Regions from separate parts of the Mus musculus genome. Here region 1 is linked to region 2. The links are chromatin contacts, called in public HiChIP or PLAC-seq maps. All regions are on one chromosome and are shown on one strand. The core of a region is the stretch at or near the end of the contact, and the rest is flanking DNA. Distances in the headings are between cores, read along the strand shown. Region 1 holds the start of Zbtb8b (zinc finger and BTB domain containing 8b). Region 2 has its middle 23 kb from the start of C330020E22Rik.

Region 1 (4,602 bases), core at 820-3,319, 34 kb after region 2:
TCAAAAACAAAACAAAACAAAACAAAACAAAAAATCTCTGATTGTTGGGCTGCAGCTCATGGTTTTACAAGCACCATCTGCTCTTCCAGAAGACCCAGGTTCAATTCCCAGCACCCACATGGCAGCTCATAGCTGTCTGTAACTCCAGTTCCAGAGGAGCTAGTGCCCTTTTCTAGCTTCTGTAGGCAACAGAAACACATGTGGTACACAGACATATACCCAGGCAAAATAGCCATATAAAAGATATTTTAAAATTTTTAAAAGACTCAATCATGTAGAACTACCTATAGTTAACTGAAATGTCACCAAGATATATTGAAAAAAGAAAGAAAGCCACAAGATCCAAAACAAATTATAGTGTGTGTGTCTGTGTGTGTATGTTTATTCATTATATGGTGAATTTTTTTTCTGAACAATTATTCAAGAAAGATATAACAGCAGAAGTATTAGGGATAAGAAATATGTTAAAGGACTCGAGTTTTACTTCTAATTGTCCTAGCCAGGTGTCGGGAACACACCTGTAGTCCCAGCCATGGAAGGATGAGGCAGGAGCATCATGAACCCAAACTTGGTAAATAATCAGTCCATAGTTAATCTAATCAGCAAAGCTGGTCTCGGGCATGCTGGTCCCTGGGCTGTGCTGAAAACCCCTACTTCTCGTTGGAAAACAGCTTAGCACTGGCCTAACACACATTCATGGCACTCTGAATCTACACACGATTCCAATTCAACTCAACAGTCACTAAATACTGGAGCAGTGAGATGGCTCAGCAGGTGAAAGCACTTGCTACCAAGCCTGCTGGGCTGAGTGTGACGCTCAACACTCACATGGTGGAAGGAGAGAACCAACTCCTAAAAGCTGAACTCTGACCTCCGCGAAAATATGTACACACACAATAAATAAATAAATATATAAATAAATACAGAAATGTAATTTTTAAAAATTAAAGCGAAGCTGGGCAGTGGTGGCACTTGTCTTTAATCCAAGCACGGAGAGGCAGAGAAGCAGAGAGGCAGAGGCTAGTCCCATCCACTTGCCGCTGCCTCTCCAGTGCTAGGATTACAGTATTCATCAGCACTGTATGTCCAGCCCCGTCTTTCTGACAACTCTCCTCCATCCAGTTCCACCAACCTGAGAATAAAAACTGCTCTCCAATGACTAGTATGACTAGAATTTCCTGCACATCATTCATTTCGAAGCACTAAGAAAACTACTTGACAAACATTCATTTTAGGATCATACTAACACAGTGCAGAATATTTTCATTTTTCAGAGAGGGAATCTGAGGTTCAAAGATAAAGCTACACGTCCAGGATTTAGAACCCATATTCTACAGACTCCTGAGAGGCAATCCTTAGCCATTGTTTACCGATCTCCCCAAACCCTCTAACAGGTCTAGCAATAGACCGGGAAGTCACTCCCTCCTCTGGCCCAGGAAAAGGGGAAAAGAACTAAGAGTTTTGCAGGGGTAGAATTTTTGACCAATTGCCATCTTCGGTTCTTCTGCTAAAATGCTCTCAAGACACCGGGAACATTCCATCCAGAGTCAGACAACCTAAAGAGGCCACTGGAACCAGGTAATTGGCACAGTCCCTGGTGTCTGGGTGTGAAAACCGAGGCCTTGCCTCTCGCAGGTCTTCCCGCCGGCAAAGTGACCACTGCCCAAGCGGACACTGGCCCAGCCTGGCCAAGCCCTGGCGCCTGGGTATCCTTCAGGATCAGAATGAGCAGAAGCCAGAACTCCCACCTGAACCGTGAGGGGGTGGGTCACCCACAGCCAGGGAGGGTGGGCATATGCCTCGGTGTCCACCCACCCCACGCAAGAAGAGGGAGGGTCTACCACTGAGAGCGACTCTGCGCAGCCGGGGTCCAGGGAGTTACTGGGCCAGGCGGTCCAAAGCTGGCTGAGGACGGCAACCGTCCCTGCTACCTGCACTCTGTCCCCTGAGCCAGCCTCCCGAGGTGCCCCTAACTTTCCCCAAAACCAAAAAAGCCGCGGCGCCGATCGGATGTTGTGTTCTCACCTGGCACCGGGTTCCAGCCACCTCCAGCGAGCTGAGAGTACTGACACGCCCCCTTTCATTCACCTGCGGCCCTCCAGTGAGAAGCGGGGAAGATGACCAATGGTGGGAGATCTTGGGCTGATGAAGGCGGGCCCTTCAGCCAGCAGGTCCGTCAATGGTCCGGGTACCCACCTCTGGAGGATGCGCTCTGAAGACTCCAGCGTTCATGGGGTGATGGGAGTTGTGGTCTTGTTAGTGTCCGAGACTTTGGGAAATAATCCACTATGAAAACCAAGTTCGAGCCAACAAAAGTTTCTTTATTCAAAAAACCGGTATATTAGGAAGTCGGCTGGGTTCTGGATCCAAACCGTGTCAGGGAGAGTCAGAACAACCTTTTAAAGCAAAAACAAAAACATAAAAAACAATAACAAAACAACAACAACAAAACCCACAGATTAGGTAGGGTAGGGGCAGCCAATCGGGTGCATGCATGCTGTATTTCAACCGTTTCTCACACCTGACATCTTAAGTGGGTTACTACCTGTCAAATACCTCAGATGGTTTTCTTGATAACTTGCCCTGGATTGAGGCCAGCCAATCAGAGCCTGTGTAGCGGCTGCTGGGTTTCAGACCGGACTGGGTGCTAACCAGCAAGGCATGGGGTAGGGTAATGTGGACCTAAATTCCTGTGGGGCGCCTGGAGCCTGAACCCATTTCCGGGAGCTCAGCTGTTTCTTAAAATTTAGCCTAGTACAAGATGGAGACTATGTACAAGATGGGGTCTCTGAAGCTAAAGTGGCTCCAAGACTCTCAGCACTCTGTATAAAAGACAAAACTACATGTACCAAGATGCCCAAAGGATAAGAAGGAAAAAAAAAAAAAGCAAAGCCCTATTTGAGGCTGGAGAGGTGGTTGGGTGGTTGAGAGCATGTTCTACTCTTGCATAGGGCCTGAGTTCAGGCTCCATCCACATCAAGCTGCCCACGACCACCTGCAACTTGAGCTCCAAGGAGTCTGAGGACCTCTGATGACCACATACACACAGGAGGGCGTTCGAGCACGTGCAGGAACACACACTGTTTGTTTTGTGGTGTCACACATTATTTATTTACTTTTTAAATTATTATTGCATATATGTGAGTGCACTGTCACTGTCTTCAGACACACCAGAAAAGGGCATCGGATCCCATTACAGATGGTTGTGAGCCATCATGGGGTTGCTGGGAATTGAACTCAGGACCTCTGGAAAAGCAGTCAGTGCCCGTAACCACTGAGTCATCTCTCCAGCTGTTTGTTTTTAAGCTATGAAGTGGCAATAGGCAGGATCATGAAGAAATTCGACTTCTTTCTCTCCTAGGTTTGGTCAAAATGTCAATGAATCTACATTTGCCTTTACCAATTTCTGATTTCTTCTGGAATCCGTGTGTGTGACTGATAAAGCCGACCAGAGAGGGCTTCAGATCCCCTGGAACTGGAGTTATAGACAATTGGGTGGTACCACGTGGGCACCGGAAATGAAAGCCGGGTCCTCTGTAGGAACAGCGAGTGCTCTTTACCGCCGAACCATCATCATTCCAGCTGTACCACGTTTCTTTAAAACATAGACAAGGCTTAAAATGTATCATACAATGCCTATTTTCCCCTGGGACAGAGTTTCTCTGTGTAGCCATGGCTGTCCTGGAACTTGATCTGTAGAGCAGGCTGGCCTCAAACTTTTGCCTCCCGGATGCTGGGACTCAGCGCATGCGCCACCCCGCCTGCAAAGGCTAGTCACTTGACCTATAACACCTCATCTAGCCCGTCTAAAGGCTAATGGCTCTCCCAGGACCTCAGGATTGTTAACACAGCAGTCCTTCCTATGTACTGGGTGCTGCCTAACCCTCACACTCTCTTAGATTCCTTTCTCTGCCTCTCTCTTTACCATCCCAGACCTTAAGGATGCTCTCCTCACAATTCCTTTACACCCAGATCCACATGACCTCTTTGCCGTCGCCTGGGAAGACTCTTAACTCTGGAACAGGCATCTCAGCTTACTTGGACTGCCCTTCCTTCCCAGGGGTTCCGTGATAGCCCCATTTCTCCAACCAGCGTGGCCCCTGACCTCCTTTATCTTGACCTCTCTCCCAACCACTTAACTGGCAACTTCTTAACTTAATAGAAAACAAAGGAGACAGCATCTCTCCTTCTAAACCTCACTTTCTGACCTTCAGATCAATTATCTAGGCTTCCCCTTGTCCCCTAACAGCCAGGAATTCACTCTTGGTCAGAGAGTATCTGCAGTTTCTTAAGGTTCCATCTACCAGGGAAGACGTTCTCCCCTTCCTTGCCTGGCAGAACCTGGATTGGCAACTGCTCACCCAGTCTAGGAAACTGCTAAGAGCCCTCCAAATGAGCCTCTGGACCCGGCTAAGCCTGCCATGCCTAGTTTCACCTCACCTCAGAGATGTGCTCCTATAGCCCTTGCCCTGGCTCCCCTAGACACTTGACCAACCCTTTATTCTGAATACTACATTTTGGGGAATGACTCTGGGGGATTGGGAGCAAAGGAGAGGACAAACATTTGTCCCTACAGCCTATCTTTTCTCAACAGCTAGATAC
Region 2 (4,632 bases), core at 1,777-4,276:
CAGATATATATATGAAATGCTTGAAGAATAAATAATGTATTTTAAGACAAAACAATGAAGGTGGATCGCTTCTGGGGAATGGTATCTGAAGTTAACTTCTCTGCCTGCCACACAAGACCATCAACACACAAACACACACACACACACACACCACACACACACACACACACACACACACACACGATGACAATGTAATATTGCAAAGCTAGCAAACTTTTTTCTGTAAAAGATAAATAGAATTTTGGACTTCTCAAGGCAATTTAGCCTCCTTGATAATAGATAAGCAAACGCAGGAGTGCTGACCACTTACGGAGACTTAACGTCGGAATTTGATGTCGTTTTTCACACGTCTGAAAGTATTACTGCTCTTTCGATTTGTTTCAGCCGTTTAAAGTTTAAAAACCAATTTGAGGTTACAAGAACACAATATGGGGCAGAGAGCCAACTCTGGCCTGTGGGTTGTAATTTGCCTACCTCTGCAAATTCTAATGAAAAAGACCAGGCTGCAAAATTGCATTGACTGGGTGATTTCAAGTGACTAAAATGAAGAATCTTATACAGAGAGAAAAAAGCTGAGGGGCTAGTGCAACTGCCACGAAGTCCAGCGACCTGAGGTTCATCTCTGGGACCTGTATGCCAGAAGGGGAGCCCTGAGTCCTGTAAGTGGCTCTCTGGTGTCCACTTCATAGGTGTGGGCTGGCACATAATCACCCACAACACCCAGTAATAAATACATCAATTACTTAAAAGGCTGAATATACTCTAGGAAAGCTTGGGTTGTTTTTATTTATTTATTTTTAAGATTTATTTACTTATTTTATGTATGTAAATACATTATAGCTGTTTTCAGACACACCAGAAGAGGGGATCAGATCCCATTACGGATGGTTGTGAGCCACCAAGTGGTGGCTGGGATTTGAACTCAGGACCTCTGGAAGAGCAGTCAGTGCTCTTAACCGCTGAGCCATCTCTCCAGCCCTTTTTTATGTTTTTGTTGTTGTTGTTTTGTTTTGTTCTGTCAGATGGATTCCTGCTTGGGAGCCCTGGCTATCCTGGAGTCTGTATCCCGCTGCTTCACCCTTCTGCATGCCAGGATTACAGGACTGTGCCATTGTGGCTGCTGTGGCTGAGATGGTTGGTGACTTTCCTTTCTTTACTTTTGGTGGTTTGAAAGTTTACCAATGGGAAGGGGCTGAAGAAATGGCTCAGTGGTTAAGAGCACCTACTGATCTTCCAGAGGACCAGCGTTCAGTTCCCAGGACTTACAGAGTGGCTCACAATGACCCGTGACTCCAAATCTAAGGCATTCGATGGCCTCTTCCGGCTTCCAAGGGTATCAGGCACACATATGGTACATCTACACTCACATTAAAATAAAAATAACAATAAATCTCAGATTTTTCTGAAGGTTGTATTTTACCCTAATACTGTTATGTTTTACAAAAATAAAGAGCAAACGTGTCAGTACTCATCTTTAGTGTAGATACATGAGAAAATAGAAGAGAGGAGAAAAATACAGTAACTTCTGTTTCATTGATTGGAACTGGAGTCTATCTAATCACTGTATATTTCTTATTATTTCTATTATGAGTCTATAATCACTCTATATTATTTTCCATATGTTTTATAACTCATTTATCTATTGGTGTATGAAAGAAATGTCTTCTGAGAGGGCCTCAAATCAAAACCTATGAGCTCACCGGCCATCTACCTTTTCTCCTCCTCCTCCTCCTCTTCCTCACCCCTTCTTTAGCCCTGGCTGGCCTGAAACTCACAACTCAATATGTGGACTGTCTTATCTCTGCCTTTAGGTGCTGGGATTAAAGGTATGCGCTACTCACCATGACTGGCCTTTTTTTTTTTAAAGATGGAGTCAACTTAGAGGAGTTCATCCACATTTTCCTGTCTCCATTCTCCCAGTGGTGGGATTACAGGTATGCACCAGCACACCACCCAGGGCTCAGATCGAGTTCTAAATCCCCACTCCCTGTAGACCTTGTGGTACCTATCTATAATCCTAGCATTTATAGACAGAGGCAGGAGACCCCAAAATACAAACCAAGGAAGATCCTGTCTCAAGATATCACATTGTTTACTCAGCAGAACCAGGGCTCTCCGGAGAAGTACCTGATTCTAAGCCTAAGCCGGGTAGGGAAGTACAGAAGATGAGGCCAGAGCATCCTGTATCAGAGGGAAGAACGCAGCCAGAGAACAGTGGAGACACATCAACTAGAAACACAGACAGCTGTCCTGAAGAGGCTTTCATTGGCCTGACTCAGAGCATTAAATGTGAATGACAGCAACAGATTACAATCAGGAATAAAATCAGAAATGGGGAGTCTGCATTTAAAAATAAATATTATGTTTAAAATGTTTAAAAAGAACAAGAGTGTTTGGAAAGATGGCCTAGTGGTTTAGAGCCCTTGCTGTTCTGGAGCACTGGGGTTCAACTTCCAGCACCCACATAGCAACTCCCAACCATCCATAACTCCAGCTCCAGGGGATCGGACATTCTCTTCTGACCCAGGCACCAGGGGCACATGTGTTGCACAAGCCCACAGGCAAAATATTCATACACGTAAAATAAGTAAACCCTAAAAACAAGTTTCAAAGGAGAGAAATGGTGATTTTAAGTACGAACGTCGTTTCCATTGCCAGGGGTAACTTTCCAGCAAAGAATCCTGGCAGACACCACCTTAATTTAAGACAAAAGTGAACATTATCAGTAATAAGACCTGACAGATTTAAACCCTGGACCTCTGGATACCAAGCGCTAAGAAGGACTTCCGCGATAGTCCTGCCTTAGATGCATAGCCAGAAGCGAATCAAGACCGGCACATCCTCCATAAATCAACCGCCCAGATCTGACCCTCCCCCGGTCCTGGCGCCCGCCTGCTGCGGGCACGCCCCGGCCCATTCCCGCTGCCTCCCCGTGGTCGCTGCCAGGAGACTCAGGCGCCTTTCCCCGGGCGGGCGGGTGGAGGCTGGGCGACAGCGCAGCCATTATCCTGCAGTGTCTCCAGGGGAGCATCCTCCCGCAAGAGGTCCTCCTGGAGTCCAGAAACAGTAACTACACTTCTCTTTTCATTGAGGTAACACACATCGATGTGTCTCTTCATAAAAATTTAACGTTTTGATGCACGATTTAACTAGGTGTGGCGGTGCCCACCAGTAATCTCAACAATACCTGAAAGCCCTCAACTGGAAGAGAATCGAGAGTTCAAGGTTATCCCTCCACTGAACAAGTAGTTCAAGGCCAGCCTGGGCTACATTAAACCAGCATTGAGTTCCTGCTCTCCCAGTCCCCTTTGCAGCCTCCACATGCGATTGTCTCTAACGACTTGGAATTGAATAATAAACAACTCTTAGTCACTAACCGTCTCCTGATGGTCCACAAACGCCTGAAGGGAAAGAGGAGATTCTAAAAGGAGTTTGGGTCTCTCATTCTGGCTCTCTGGACTGTTGGGACTAAGAAGCCCTGGAAATTGGAGTTCCATCCCTCCTCCCTCAGGTTTCTCGTACGGGGAGATGGAAAAGGCTGGATCCTGCTGCCAACCAAACCGGGGCCTGTCTCCATGAAAATGGAAGACATTTTAACTGGAACCCAGCAGTGATGGATCAGTGATGGGAAGAAACTCACCTTGACTAGGACTGAATAATTATGTCTACAGATTGCCCTCAGTTGAAACTATACCCCCTCCCATGTTTGGACCAGAAAGATGGCCTAGGACAGCCACCCTATCTCTTTGCACCTCATCCCAGTGTGACCTTATTGAATAAATTAAAATTTTCTGCTTTTCACTATTTATTGGCTTTTTTGTTTTTTTTTTCTTTTTTGGGTTTTTTTGTTTTGTTTTTTGAGACAGGGTTTCTCTGTATAGCCCTGGCTGTCCTGGAACCCATTTTATAGACCAGGCTGGCCTCGAACTCAGAAATCTGCCTGCCTCTACCTCCGGAGTGCTGGGATTAAAGGCGTGTGCCACCACTGCCCAGTTTATTGGCATTTTTTCATCAGTTTTATCAAAGACAGGAGGCTGAGCCTGGCTTACTAGGGCTTTCAAGGACACAGGATCCCACCCTAAGTTAGGTAGCCTTATCACCTACATTGTCCCCAAACATCTTCCTGCCAGGACTCTTTTTTTATTTTGTATATGAGTGTTTGCCCATGCAGGTGAATTGTACCTGGTGCCTACAGAGGCCAGAGGAAGGCATTGGATACCCTGGGACTGGAGTCGCTGATGATTGTAAGCTACCACACAGGGGTCAGGAATCAAACCCGGGTCCTCTGCAAGAATAGCAAATACTTTTATCTGCTGGCAATGCCACCTCTCTGTCCCATCATTTTTTTCTGGTGATGCTGGGGATGAACCAGGGGTCCTGTGCCTGCGAGGCAAGTGCTCCACCCTGAGGTATGTCCCCAGCTCCAGGCCATGATTTTCTTGATCTATGAAACTGATCCTGCCCTAATTCCCAGGTGAGCCCCGAAACCTTGGCTGCCTGACCCAAGGGATGCCCTGTCATCTGAGGAAACGTCTTTCCTGGACAGAACCCAAGTCATTTTTTTGTCTTGTTTTTTTTTTTCTTTGTTTCTTTGTTCTTTGGGGTCCCCCCCAACCCCCGAGGACCCAGGCA

Evidence for each region. HiChIP or PLAC-seq counts read pairs in DNA pulled down with a chosen protein or histone mark.
Region 1: an H3K27ac HiChIP or PLAC-seq map of embryonic stem cells shows a contact between it and region 2, with 15 read pairs. The contact joins the promoter of Zbtb8b here to the enhancer-like site in region 2. A contact is called at or near these places in 1 of 15 datasets of contacts at CTCF or cohesin (the NIH/3T3 cell line), 20 of 484 Hi-C or Micro-C datasets (the AML12 cell line, B cells, CD8 T cells and 13 more), 9 of 115 datasets of contacts at active chromatin or transcription factors (the 230-238 cell line, bone marrow-derived macrophages, effector CD8 T cells and 4 more) and 3 of 9 other capture datasets (adipose tissue, liver and pancreatic islet).

The regions. Positions count from the first base shown.
Region 1 is chr4:129,438,749-129,443,350 of GRCm38.p6, forward strand. It overlaps Zbtb8b (zinc finger and BTB domain containing 8b), which reads right to left and starts at 2,070. Exons shown (of 4, transcript NM_153541.3): 1 at 2,026-2,070.
Region 2 is chr4:129,403,690-129,408,321 of GRCm38.p6, forward strand. No RefSeq gene overlaps it. Among named protein-coding and RNA genes, the nearest start is that of C330020E22Rik, 23 kb to the left of the region's middle. Within about 2 kb of position 3,027, at least 130 of the 459 cell types and tissues checked have an H3K27ac peak or open chromatin away from gene starts, as enhancers often do. A contact at or near this core is called in CD8 T cells, bone marrow-derived macrophages, differentiating embryonic stem cells and 6 more, where this site is marked.